Regions from separate parts of the Pan troglodytes genome. Here region 1 is linked to region 2. A link is a contact called in public Hi-C data. All regions are on one chromosome and are shown on one strand. The core of a region is the stretch at or near the end of the contact, and the rest is flanking DNA. Distances in the headings are between cores, read along the strand shown. Region 1 holds the start of SOX11 (SRY-box transcription factor 11). Region 2 has its middle 220 kb from the start of SOX11.

What was found. Hi-C and Micro-C count contacts between places; a contact is called where the count stands out from the background.
Region 1: a Hi-C map of stem cell-derived neural progenitor cells shows a contact between it and region 2, with 6 times the contacts expected there. The contact joins the promoter of SOX11 here to the enhancer-like site in region 2. A contact is called at or near these places in 2 of 7 Hi-C or Micro-C datasets (induced pluripotent stem cells and stem cell-derived neural progenitor cells) and 1 of 1 datasets of contacts at active chromatin or transcription factors (stem cell-derived excitatory neurons).

The regions. Positions count from the first base shown.
Region 1 is chr12:117,176,300-117,182,925 of NHGRI_mPanTro3-v2.0_pri, forward strand. SOX11 (SRY-box transcription factor 11) reads right to left here and starts at 4,106. Exons shown (of 1, transcript XM_009441951.5): 1 at 1-4,106. The coding sequence starts at 3,750. The coding sequence ends at 2,425. LOC134807841 (a long non-coding RNA gene) reads left to right here and starts at 5,183. Exons shown (of 5, transcript XR_010149219.1): 1 at 5,183-5,497.
Region 2 is chr12:116,955,109-116,962,520 of NHGRI_mPanTro3-v2.0_pri, forward strand. No RefSeq gene overlaps it. Among named protein-coding and RNA genes, the nearest start is that of SOX11, 220 kb to the right of the region's middle. Within about 2 kb of position 1,338, at least 8 of the 24 cell types and tissues checked have an H3K27ac peak or open chromatin away from gene starts, as enhancers often do. A contact at or near this core is called in stem cell-derived neural progenitor cells, where this site is marked.

The DNA.
Region 1 (6,626 bases), core at 2,856-5,355, 220 kb after region 2:
CTCGGGGTGCCCTCGGCCGGCCTGCCGCGTCTTCCCCCGACTCCCGCCTCCCTCCCGCTCGTAGCCTGGGTCCCGCCGCGCCCCGCGCCCCGTGCGGCCCTGCATCGTCCTCCTTCCCTCCGACAGCTCCACGGCCCCGGGGGACAGAAGGAAACAGACACCGACCACTTCTCTCCTTTCCTCTTCCCCTTCCCCCTTCACCGCTAGAGGTCAAACACTGCGGCGGCGTTCTCCGCCAACAACCACCTCTGAGCACACGCGAAGATGCAGCGTTAAAAATAAAGAACAGAAAAAATTCAAATCTGGTAACGGCTGTCCCCACCCTTTGAGAGGCGGGGATAGAAGTGCCCCGAGCCCTCGCTGCCAAAGGCGGCTGTCACCGCGAGGCTCAGCAGGGACGCGGCCCGCCGCAGAGAACACACAAGCCCCAGCGAACAGGACCCCGACCAAGCGAGCTGGCAACCCAGGCCCCTCCATCCGCCCCTCCCCGGCCAGCTCCCGAGCCTCCGCGCAGCCCGCCCGCCAGGATGGGTGGGGAGAAGAGGCAGGGAGTGGAGGAGGAGGTGAGAAAGGAAATGGGGAGCTGGAGATGGAAAGGGAGGGCAGAGAGAAAGAACACCCTTCCCCTGTCTTTCACAACTAGCGAAAGAGGAAAAAGAAATCAGCCTGCTAATTGAACACTTTTCAGCCTAACCCCCTAAATGTAGAATTCTCTCCTGCCACCTCCCCTCATCCGCGCACACAACAGCCTCACCACCGAATGCTCTGCGACAGCAGAACCTCCAGTTTGACTTCCATAGAGACTATTGGCGATGCGAGTTTCTATCAGTTCCAGCTGATTTATTAAAATTGTCAAGATACAGACTTCCAGCACAAAAAAAAAAAAAAAAACAAAAAACAAGCAATGATGTCGACAGTGCATTGAGTCTGCTTTGCCACCATTTGCTACAAAATATGCAGATGGTCTGTACTTTATTTAGATTATATTGCACAAAATGAGAAACTTTTTAAACTATGTGCCTTTTTTTTTTCTTTTTTGCTAAAAATCGAGAATCCAGTTTCAAACCTTCCATCTGGGGCCCCATCCACATCACAGCGTATGAGATACATAAAGTCCTACTATAGTACAGTACATATACAATCTTTAAACTAAGATAACAGCTCTGAGGTCTATATCACCATTTTCAATAAATCTTTACCTACAAATATTGAACAAATCTCTACTATAGCTGTACAAAAAAAAGTTTGCTTTTTTTTTTTAAACCACAAGGCCTTTAGATGCAAGGATTATTTTAAAATTTTAATCCTTTTTAAACCAGGACATAACGTACCAACATACTTGCATGCTAAAAAACAGAGGAAAAAAAAGAAATCAAAAGGGAAGAAGTGCCTGAAAGTCTTACTGAAAAAACACAGCAAGAATGTTCCCTTTTCACTGTACAAAAATACGCCTGAAAATATATTAATTTTTAAAAAAGACTGAGGTCTGTTATGTATCAAAAATGTTTCAATACCTTTTGTACTGAGGTCTAGGCTGTCTGGTATTCAATCAAGGAGGTATAAGGGAACAAGTTACAAAAAAAAAGTTGGCAAGTAGAAATCACATTTGTAAAACCATAAACAATTTGATCTGAAAAGTAAACTCTGATCTTAAGTCAGTTCACAGTTTTTTTTTTTTTGTAAGCGTTTGTACAGTCTGCATTTTTTCAAGCTCCCTGCAGTTTTGTTAAGAATCGGATGCATAGAAGACATCAGTTTTCTCCCTCCAAAAAAAAAAAAAAAAAAAAAAAAAAAAAAATTAAATTAACAAAAGTTGTAATGGTCCCTTTTTTTGTTAAAAAAAAATCACCAGTTCTTTAAGTTCTCTTAAGAAAAAAAAAAAAATATCTCCACCAACTCCCTAGAGTAACAGTTGTGCTGCCAAAAGGGTCCTCTGCAGACGTCTTCCAGACTTCAAAGACCGACAAGCTTCAAACAGCGCCTTCCGGAGCGGGTCCTACCTCCCCTCCCCCGCCCCGCCCCCTCTGCCTTTGTTGCAATCACGAATTTCAGGAAAAAGAAATAGTAATTACAAAAACACATTTTTTGGGAAAAAAATCACAACTCCAGACTAGGTATGCAACTACCTTGAGACACGATAAAGGAAGGGAGGGGGGACAAAAAAAGGACAGGAAAAATGTTTAAAAACTACTCATTTCACTTTAACTCCACCAAAATTTTCATCATGTTTTCCAATTTCTTTGCGTCACGACATCTTATCAATATCATCAGCATCTTCTTCTCTCCCCTCCACCCTACCACCGCCACCATCAACACCACCATCATCATCATCATTATCATCATCATCATCATCACCACTACAACTTCCTCCCAAGGAACCCAGCTCTGCACCCTCCGAGAGAAAGAGCGAGCAGCGGGCGCCTTTCAATATGTGAACACCAGGTCGGAGAAGTTCGCCTCCAGCCAGTCCCCCGCGATCATCTCGCTCAGCTCCGGCGTGCAGTAGTCGGGGAACTCGAAGTGGGAGCCCAGGCTGCCCTCGCTGAACGAATCCAAATCCTTATCCACCAGCGACAGGGACAGGTTCCCGGCCGCCGCGCCGCCCCCCAGCTGCTGCTCGCTGGCGCTGTGCGCGCTTTGGGAGAAATTCAAGCTCAGGTCGAACATCAGGTCGTCGGCGTCCTCGCCGCTGCTGCCGCTGCTGCTGCCGCTGCTGCTGGACGAGGAGGTGGACACCGAGCGCGAGGACGCGGGCGACAGCGCGGGCTGCGCGAGCGGCGGCGGGTGCTGCTTGGTGATGTTCTTGAAGCTGTAGTAGAGGCGGCTGCCGCCCCCGGCGCCCGAGGTTGCGCCGGCCCGCACCTCGTCGTAGAGGCTCGCTCCCTCGGGGGACTCCGCCGAGCTGCTCAGCGTAGGGCTGGCGGGCACTTTGGCGACGTTGTAGCGTCTCAGCAGCTGCGACGGCTGCTGCCCCGGCGGCTGCAGGAGCTGCTGGTGCGGTGGTTCCTCGTCCTCCTCGTCCGGCTCCTGTTTGATCTGCAGCTGCAGCTCCTCCTCGTCGTCGTCGTCGTCGTCGTCCTCATCCAGAAACACGCACTTGACCGTCTTGCCCGCGCCGCCGCCGCCCGAGCCGCTCACGCGCAGGCTGCCCAGCACGTAGTCGTCGCCCGCGCCCCCGTAGTCCCCGGACTGGGCCGCCTTGCCCGCGCCCGCCTTGGCGCCGGCGGCCGCGGGGGCCTTGAGCTTGCCGCATTTCTTGCTGGAGCCCTTGGAGGTCTTGGCACCGCCCGCGCCTCCGCCCGCGCTCCCGCCGCCGCCGCCGGCCGCGCTCTTCTCTGGGCTCTGGCTGGCGCTGGGCTTGGCCGAGGGGTCCATTTTGGGCTTTTTCCGGGGCCGGTACTTGTAGTCGGGGTAGTCGGCCATGTGCTTGAGCCGCAGCCGCTCCGCCTCCCGGATGAACGGGATCTTCTCGCTGTCCTTCAGCATTTTCCAGCGCTTGCCCAGCCTCTTGGAGATCTCGGCGTTGTGCATGTCCGGAGACTGCTCCATGATCTTCCTGCGTTCGATCTTGGACCATACCATGAACGCGTTCATCGGCCGCTTGATGTGGCCCGACGCCGTCTTGCACCAGTCTGGGTCGCTCTCGTCCAGGGCCACCGGGCTGCAAGCCATGAATTCGCCCTCCTCCGTGTCCAGCGCCTCCCGGGGCAGGTTGCTCTCCGCTTCCAAGCTCTCCGCCTGCTGCACCATGATCCGCTGCAGGGCTGGACGCTCCAACCCGGGCCGCTGGGTCTCGTGCGGAGGTCCCCCTCCCCCTCCCACCCCTCCACCTTCCTGGGCAAGTTGCAAAGTCCTCGGCACCCCGCTTTCGCGGCTCCCCCCCTCCCCCCCGCCCCCCCTTCCAGGCTGCACACAGCGGCTGTGGTGGCTTCGGCGGCGACGGCCGCCGGCGCGGTGGGAGCTGCGGTCGCGACAGGAGAGGCGGTGGCGACGGCGGTCGAGGCAGCCCGGGACCCCTCTCTCCGGCTCGTGGCTCCTACCGCAAGCGCCGGACCCCGAGCTCTCCCAGGCGCGCGCGCTCCTTCTGCAAAAAGTTGAGGTCTCTCTCTCAACTAGTTATCAGGGTGTCATATGGGTGACATCACTCCCCCAGCTAGCCAATGGCTGGGGGCCGGCTCCGCCCATCTTCCTTTATTAACTCGGAGGCCCCGCCCCTCCACCCCGCCCTCCGGGCTGCTTTGCAAAGATGGGGGTGGGGGGAGAGGAGGCATGTCTAGAAATATGTTATTTTTAAAAAATCCGCGTGTGTGCACAGATGCGCCTGTTCCCGGGATGCTCGGAAGCGGCGCGCGGCACCACGGGGAGCGGGCGGCCCGGGGCGAACCGGGATGGTTCGGGCGCCGGCGCTAACCGAGGACCGGGTCCCGGGAGAGGCCCCGCGCGCCTTTGTGCCCAGTCCCCGGGAGGCCCGACGGCGACAGCGGACGGCGCGCGCTCACTCCCCGGGTGCACATACTCGGGCACGCGCCCAGCCTGAGACGGCGGCCTCCGCCCGGCTCGCGGTCAGCCGCGCCCGGCCTGCCCCGGGGTGGGCGCAGCTGCTCCCCGGCGAGCCCCTCGCGGGGCTCGGCCGCTCCCCCGCGTCGCCGCCCCGAGCCCGCCCGGTAGCCCCGCGGCGGCCCTGGCCGACGGAAGGTGGCGCTTGAAGACAACAACCTTCCCGGCACGTGGGCTCTGCTCTCCTTTTCCCTTTCTCCCTTTTTGTAAGGCAAATAAATCAATTTAAAGCTCGAGAGGCGGTAAGCTCCCTCCCCCGTTTTGCATTTTTCTGTTTTGTCCTTTTTCTCCGTCTGTTTTCCCTCCTCGGTGGTGTTTGGGGACGCGGCTGTGCGGGTTGGGCTGCGCCGCGCCCCCGCGCGCCCCGCCCCGGGCGGGGGCCGGAGTAACGGTCTGCGGGGCCCTCGGGTTCAAGCTGGCCACTCCCAGGGCTGGCTCCGGAGCGGGGTCTGGGTCCCGCAGGCTCCAGCACGCCCGCGCCCCGCCCGGCGTCCCTGCGAGGGGCCCGGCGCCCTCCTTCCCTTCTCCCTCTGCTCCCCGCCCCTCCTCTCCCCGCCCCGTCGTCTCCCCGCCCCTCCGCCGCTCCTTTCTCCTTCCCAGGCCTCCTCTTCCTCTTTGTCCTTCCCCCATCCTTGGTCGCCAGCGCTTCTCCGGCAGCCTCGTCCTGAAATCGTGCGATTGTGAGCTAGAAGCCTTCTGGGTCACTCATAAACCAAAGAGAAAATAAGGTGCACTCGAGTTTCCCGTCTAAATATTTTCCCTGGAGATGGAAAGGTGCGCTGGCGGCCGGGGAGCCGCGACCTGGGGCGCGCTGGGCCTCGCAGAGCAGCCGCGGACCCCGGCGATCGTGCCGTGTTCGTCTCCTTTGTGTTTCTTTATTGAGTCCCTACTACCTCTACGGATATTCTGGGGGCAATTAAAGAAAATCGCCGCTTCCTAGGTATGGTCTGTCGCCACGCTCGCCTTCTCCACACCCCCCAGCACTGGGTATCTGGGAACTTTGAGCAGTTCCTAAGACACTGCCCGGATCCCTTCACCAGAGAAATCAGCCGTGTAGGACTGGGAAAATTATCCAAATCTGCTTCCTTTCAGGTGCCCTCCTGCAAATAATACTACATTTCTTAAGTACTGGATCTTCTCTGAGGATTCTAATATCATAAAATAATACCGTGTTTTTCACAGATCATGATTTGAAAAAATTACCGCCATTGCGATAACCCATTCCCGCCCCCGTCCCCCACTTCCCCGACTCATCCTAAAGAAAAACACTGCATCGAATACTTGGAATATTCAGACCAACTTAAATCTTGATAATGCTGGCAATTTATTCTTTCCAGGGCCATAGGAACCAAAAGAATTTACAGTCATTCATACTGGGTGACTTAAAGTCTGGAGATGTATAAAATCCAAGGCAGTGTGTGAAAACTCATCTTCACTCCCGCACGGCGAGCACTAGGTCTTGTTTTTCTCTTACAGCTCACACGTTTTTCAGCTATTGGGAACACCAAGGGAGGGAAGGTGGGGAGGAGCACAAGGTGAATCTACACCCACCTCCCCACAACTGCAGGACAAATCCACACTCTAGAGAAAAGGATTGAAATATTTCAGCTCAGCTTCATTATTTGCTTGCAAAGTGTGAGGGCACCTACCATTTTGGCCTCGGAAAGAGAATGCATTTGAAAATCTTTGGCAAATTCCATATTGATTTGCTATCTTTACGCTATAGCAAAAATCATGCTTAGCTTTAAAATGAGAATGATCTGAATATAGTAGGAGTGAAAAATAATAGATTTTCTTCTCATAGCGCTGCGATCTTTTTAGAGGAAATAAAAGTTAAAATCTGCTCTTTCGAACAAGAAATATAATTTCTGTTCAAGGCAACATGAGCCATTTGTTGGAGAAGATAAAGCAAAGATTGGGATTGCTAAAGCAGGCACTGAAGGCAGCACAGGCGGGTGCTACAGCTGAATCCCCCCTGTCATATAGGAGAGGCCAGGCAATTTTCACAAGAGATTAACTAGATTGCTATTTTGCAGCATGGACTCACCCCACATACTTAATGTTGTTAG
Region 2 (7,412 bases), core at 88-2,587:
CAGTCTATATCTGCTTCCTTCCCACTTCAGTTTGTTGAAATCTCCACCAGGTTCTGGATATCGTTCTTGTAAAACTCATCAGTGGTTTAACTTCGGTGGAGCCTCATCCTATTTAATGTTATCTGAAATTTAACCGCTGCCTACCTCTTCTTCTTAAAGCTGTCTCTTTTCTTGAAATATGAGGAATGATTCTCTCCTGGCTCTCATCTCTCCTGCCTTTCTGCTTCTCGGATTTTGCTGATTCCTTTCTGTGGGGACGCGGTTAATATTTGTGGGACTGTCAAACTCCTCATTGCAGCCGTGGCTCCTCCAAAAGGTAGGGTTCTCCTTGGGCTTCTGATGCCTTCTCTTTCTGGGTCATTTCCACCAGCAGAGGGACCCCTTGAGGCGAGGGTGCTAATGCTTGTTCTGTGGACTATAAGGAACAGGCAGGGTTGTGTCAATACACTTGTGGGGCAAGGGAGCCTGGTGAAAACCCCATGCATATGAGATAGGGGTGTGGCTGAGCAGGAGAAGGAGGACAGACAGCAAGGAGGCGAGTCGGCCTCTCTTCCAGTCCTCAAGTCTGCCCCAGTGCTTGTCCTACTGTGACTTGCCTTGGAGGAGTGAGGCATTGGAGAGGGAAAAGCTTGCGTGATCCAGGCCTGACCCTTGGGCTGCCAGTCTTCATGATACAAACCTGTATGTTTAGGAGACAGAGAGACCAGCAGGGGTAGCAGTATGAGCTGTTTTCATGAGCCCTAGTAAGTTAGAGAGGCCTTAAAATTAAGTCTACAATAAGATGATAGGCCTTCCTACTTAGAAAAAATAAGGATGCCCATCCATGTGAATAGATAGATATTCACAAAGGCAGTGCCCATGCTAACCACAGTACTGGCCGGTGGGAGGATCTCTGTTCTCAGCCTGGTCACACATTTCTCCTAGTGGACTCCAAGTTGGGTCACACAGCCCTATTGTCACTCCCTGGCTACTGAGCACAACTGCTTACAATCCACCCTGTCCCCATCCTGGGTAGCCTGGAAAATCCCTGTAATTATAAACAGGCCCTGTCTCCAAGCCATCCCTCTCCCCAGGGCCCCACCGCAAGGTGGAGACGGTGACTCAGCTTGGCCCCTGCTGGAGCTTATCTCTGTGGGCAGTCCCAGCAGGAAATCATTGGGAGTTGAGGCAATGGGAGGGCCTTCTTAGGGGCTGCTGGGTTCTGGACAGCAGGAGAGGGAGGAGAGTTGCTCGGGAGCTCTCCAAGCTAAATCAATCCTTTCCCTTTCAGCTCAGAGATAAAAACCTGGAGTGCCATTTGAGTGCTCAGCACCCAGGAATGTCCCCACACAGCTGACAGGCATCAGCTTCCATTTAGAATGTGTGAGATTGCTGGCTGCCAGACCCACCCCTGTGGTTTAGTGAATGCCAAGAAAGTCCTGGAAATGAAGGAATTAAATAGCCATAGTCCAAGCATGTATTTCTCACACTGAGAATTACTCAGCACCCTCACATAGCAGATCCGGATATGTGGGTTACAATAATCCCTTATATTTATATAGCACTTTTTAGTTTACAAAGCACTTTCAAGTCCATTAGTGCATGTGATCCTCCAGACAGCCCTATGAAACATCAGGGAAGCTATTATTAGTCTCGCCCCACTCTGCTCCCATAATTCTTTGTACATACCTCCTCTAAAACACTTATCACTTGGTTCTGTAATGACTTGCTTACAGTGTGTTACAGTGAAAAGAACATGGGCTTTGGAATCAAACAGCCTTGAGTGTGAAAGCTGGCTCTGCCATTTACCATCTGCCTGAGCTTAGGTTAGGTACTTCCTCTCTCTAAGTCTTAGTTTTCCCATTTCTAAGAGTGTGGCTAAGAAGCTGATGATCTCCCCTGGTTGTTGTAAGAATTAGAGAATGGAATGCATATGAAAGTACCAAACACTGTCAGAATGCAGTAAGTACTCACTAAAGATTGGATCTTCTCTTCCCTAGTGACAGTGCGTGACTTAAAGCCTGGCCCCACACTTTATTTATTTTGTGTATCTCCAGAGCTTAGCACAAGATTTGGTAAATGGGCATTATTTAAAAACAAGAAAAAACAAATGCATGAATGAAAGAATCCTATTTTATAAACAAGGAAACAGAAGCCCAAAGTGGCTAAGTGCTCTATCAAGGGTGAAAGTGGAATTTCTGGTACCTTATCTGAAGTCCCCCCTGTTGCAGGTTCTCAACATCTGTTGTCAATCTTCCTATTAGTTAATTAAACTCCTGCCCCAAACACCATCCTTGACTGTTGTCGATGCTTCTGGCGTTTTCCCAATGAGCTCAACTCTTCAAGGAAATGAAAGAGGCTAATTTGCACAGAAAGGCCAGAAAACCCTAGTTGGCCAGCATCCTTTGGGTCTAAGCTATAAGCAGCGCAAATTAGCCCAGCCATTTATATGCAAAATAAGCACCAAGCCTTGAAGATTGTTTGAAAATTGCCTACCTAAGGAGTGTAAGTTAAAAGTTGATTCAAAAACTGTTTGGTTCCATCTAGGAAAGTGAATGCCAAATTGGTCTTTTCAAATTCAAATCTAAGTTAACCTTCAACTTAAAACCTACAGCGCCTCTTCATTATCACTTAGATTCAGGGGCAGAATCTCTTTCCCGGCCTGAGTCCCTAAGTGGACCAGCCTGGCTCCCACATTGCATCTTAGACACTTCATTGCCTCTGCCCGTCAGGATTTCTCCTCCAGCCTACTGGCCTTCCTTTAGATTTTATGATGTCACGTTCTTCCCCTGCATATGTTTGTTTCATCTCTCCGGAAACTCACGTTCCTCCTTCCTTTAGTTAACCCCTGTTCCTCAGATTTTGGCTCAAATATCACTCCCCCTAGACATCGTTCCCTGATTGCCTAATCTAGGCCAAGTTTATTATATGACACATAGGATTCATTTGGATCTTTTATATCACTTTTTTTTTTTTTTTTTTGTGAGATGGAGTCTCGCTCTGTCACCAGGCTGGAGTGCAGTGGCACGATCTTGGCTCCCTGCAACCTCTGACTCCCTCGTTCAAGCGATTCTCCTGCCTCAGCCTCCTGAGTAACTGGGATTACAGGCATGCGCCACCACACCCAGCTAATTTTTATATTTTTAGTAGAAACAGGGTTTCACCATTTTGGCCAGGATGGTCTCGATCTCCTGACCTCGTGATCTGCCCGCCTTGGCCTCCCAAAGTGCTGGGATTACAGGCGTGAGCCACCATGCCCGGCCTTATATCACTTTTAATACACACTCTTACAGTGATTACTGAACAATGTCTGCATCCCCCCCTACAATGGAAACACCATGAGAACACAAAGGTTATGTTGGTTTTGCTCACTTTTGTATCTTCAGTGCCTGGCATGGAGTGGCTACTCAGTATTTGTCAACAAGAAGAAGGTTGATCTGGCTGACTCAGAAGGTGGTCTCCTACTAGGTTGCCATCTGGGTAGCAGGGTAGAGGTCCAGCCGGGCCACTGATGTTTGCGAGGTTTTTTGAGCTCAGAGACCTCTCATAGAATAATAGACTCAGAGCTGAAAGAGATTTTAGATATCATCTAACCCCAAACTCTCCCTCTTCTCAAACCTCCCTGGCCATGCATTCCACTTAATAAATGGTTTTGCAGGCTTTGCTTGGGCTTATTCTATGCATGAGATCTACATGAATAGATGATAGGATTATGTCACCCAGAAGAGTCCTTTAAGAATCTTGTACACACAAGCAGAGGATAAAAACACCCAGAAGAACTGTATCCATGTTTTAGAACACTTTAAATCTTATAAGTAAGCAAAAACGTTTGTAAAAAGATATAGAAAGAAACAAGCCTAGCTTGTCTTTTGGTACTGACTTCCAGTTCCTCCATCCTGGGGGATCAACCTGCCCTTGAACCAGGGTCAGCAGTGCCAGTGTCTCCTCTAGTTGGCTTCCCACAATTTTGTTGTTCTGAGTCTATTCCAGATCTCCATTGTCTGATATACGTCATGAACTGGCCTGGTCACATGTTGATTTTGATATAGATATTCTAACCACCAAGAATTCTCAGTCAGTCTCTCATTTGCTCAAAATTCAGTACTTAAAACATAAAATCTTTTCGCTTAAATGGCGAAGAGCTTGACATGTGCCTTTCTACTACTTTTGCAGAGCTCCTTTGTTTTACTAATTTCCGTGTGTCCAGGATCTGGTGCTGGGACACTGTTGAGTTGTGCTGAATCACTGTTATTTCTGGGTTTAATTTCTGCAGTTAGGCTCAGAAATTGGGTAACTCTGTGTCTCATGGGCATGGTGAAGCAGGAGGAGCACCCCTTCCCCAAGTGTTTGTAAATGTCAACTATGACCACAGTAAGAAGTTTAGAGTCTTCACAAATACAATTATTTGCAGGCTGAGTCTAGCCTGGGAGGTACTTTTCTACTTTCCATATGCTCTTTTCTCTGTTTCCCCCCCAGTATTCTTTGCTACAAAAGTCCCTTGACAGTGTCCCTAGTTACAAATGCATGCTTGCCCCAGGCTTTGACTGAATTTGCTGTCTGTTTAATACCTGCTCCATATGGGATAGATTAACACAAAAAGCTTTAACCTTGTACAACACTCAGATGCTTTCATGTAATGGCTGTGAGGATGGGGGGTGGGACATGAACACATAAGTGGGTGCATGTACCAAGAACAGAAATCCATTGAGTTCCCCCAGACCAGACGTCTACATTCTGGAGGGCTCTCAGCAGCCAATAAATTTGACTTGAACTTTTTTATTTCATGCATTCTGCTGTTAAAGCAAACCCTTCTTTCTAAACTAAGTATAATTGCAAGATACTATTCTGAGTGCCAAAAACGTCAACTGTAAGTTGCAAACATGGACACATTTAAACAGAACCATATGTTAGATTGAAAGGAAAAATCAGAAAGGAACCAATCATTCTACCTTTTGCTGCAGAGATAAATTGCAATGAAGCAACCATGTCAGAAAAAAATTAGGGAACCATTGATCCTCATACAATAATACACTATGTATTTTCATTAGGAAAGAGAGTTATCTGTGCTCTGTGAACATTATTGGCTAGATAAAGTCTTATAAAAACTCAGTTCATTGAAGACGGATAAATGACACTAGTTTATTTAACATCTAACTAACTTAGTACATTTTGCACCCAGGTCATTCAACTGAGAAGTAGGGAAATTTGGTTTTGTTTGTCATCTGTCAATAACTGCCCTTGTGACCTTGAGGGATGGCTTTCTATCTCAGAATAAAATCCACAATCTTTACAATGATCTATGTCATCTGTCACCATCACAAACCCATTATAACCCCTCCTTCTTGGGATTATTTAGTCCTCAGGAGTGTTGTATGGGCTAGGTTGTTGCTTAAATGTCATTCCTATGTATAAGAAAACTGAGGCTCACAGATTTTTAGGTAACTTAGTCAAAGAGGTAGAGGTAGGAAATGGCAGGGTAAGGATTATAATTAAAAATTTTTTAAGCCTAAGATTTTCCACTGGGCCATGGGATATTTTTTTTTTCTTGAATATGCTCACTAAGCCTTAATTGGCTAGTCTGTACCACAAAAAGTTTATATTGTATTTCCATATCTCAAATTGTAGTATGTTTATTAGAGAGATACATATACTATTTTCAGGTGGTCATAGACAAATTCAACGGAAAAAATTGTGTGTTTGTGTGTGTGTTTTGAAAGTTTAAAACTAGCTTATTAAATCCAGGATTTAATGGATACTATTGCGTAAGATAAGAGTAAATTTCTTTAACATAAAAAATGAACTGATTTTTAAAAAATAGAAATCATTATACTGTATTTAGGGAATCAAGGTATGGAAAAAATATATGAAGACCGTAAGAAAATACTTTAACATTGTAAAACAATGAGCTAAATAATTCCAAATAGTTCTTCTAGTTTTAATAGTTTGAGAATCAGTGATTTTTCTAATTTAGAAAGAAAACATAATTTTAAAGTAAGCTCAAATGTAGAATAACTTAAAGGGGAAAAAAAGACCCAGGTAGAGTGGCTCAAGCCTATAATATCAGCCACTTGGGAGGCTGAGATGGGTGGGTCACTTGAGCCTAGGAGTTTGAGACCAGCCAGAACAACATAGCAAGACCCTATCCTATAAAAATAAAAGAGTAATAATAATGTTTTTAAAAGATGGAAATACAGAAAACCAGTACTATGTAATCATCAAAATGGCAATACTAAGGAGATTAACACTGCATTAGAAGATTTCTAACAATTTTTTTTTAAGAATATACTCATCTTGTCACTGTGACCATCTTTCCCCATTGAATGGAATTAGAAAGCATTAGAAGTTTCTGGATTAATCCACTTATCTATAGTGTCATCTAGTTGCACATCCAGTTCTCCTGCGATGGAAGCCTTCAGATTGAACTGTTTGCAGTTTCAGCAGCATGAAGTGCAGTCACTGCGACTTGGGCTGGAAGCCAGTGGAACTCATGTTTTGAAACAATTTGACTCTAGGTGATGTTTGAGGTGGCAGCGCATGAGGCGTATATATTTTTTTTTTCACTGAGATTAGCTGATTCTTGGGCATTAAGTTACGATGAAGAAAGTGGAAAGAAGATTATTGACAAATACACTACCTTTCCTGGAAAAAGTGGCTTTCTACTCTGTATTGAAGTACCCACGAAAATAACATTATTAACTCTGTTTAATGAAGTAGGTTACTGATTTTAGTGCAACTCATAAACAGTGGTCTTTCAGAGAATTTAAATTCTCTATTAATAATCAAATTGAAATTTTCTCACCAGATAAGATGTGAATCAGGCAAAAGATAAGTGATTTGAAGAAAAATAGTATGGTAGAAAGTTTCTTTCTCATCCCCACAGCTTGCTTTCTTTATTCAAATCTTGATCTATTATCATAGTCATCACTGTCATATCTATTTATCTGTTTATCTGTCTCTATCATCTATTTGCTATCTATCCATATATGCACATAAGACCAAACACATACTTTGTGGGAACCCGTATAAAATAAAAGTATTCAGCCTTTTGTTCAAAAATTACTAAGAATTTCAGGATGGAGACAATAGTACCTTAAACCCTCTGCTGAGCATGTGGCTGTGTGGGGCTGTGTGGTGTTGTGTGGGGCTGTGTGGGGCTGCACAGTTTGCGTGCCTATGAAGCTGGCTCTGTGTAGGTATGTGTGTGTTCCGTTATCCTCATTTTTCCTGAAAAATGCCCTAAGCTCAAAAACCTGAACTTATCCCTTTGGGTAGTATTTTATCTCACATGTGTGAATGAAAGGCTGAATCTGTGAGCTGTCTTGTGAGAGAAGAAGCAGTCAGAGGAACTTGCCACATATAAGTCTCTGTTTGTGTCTCAATTACACCAGGCAACACACTTTTACATTCACAGATTCATATGGCAATTTTATTTT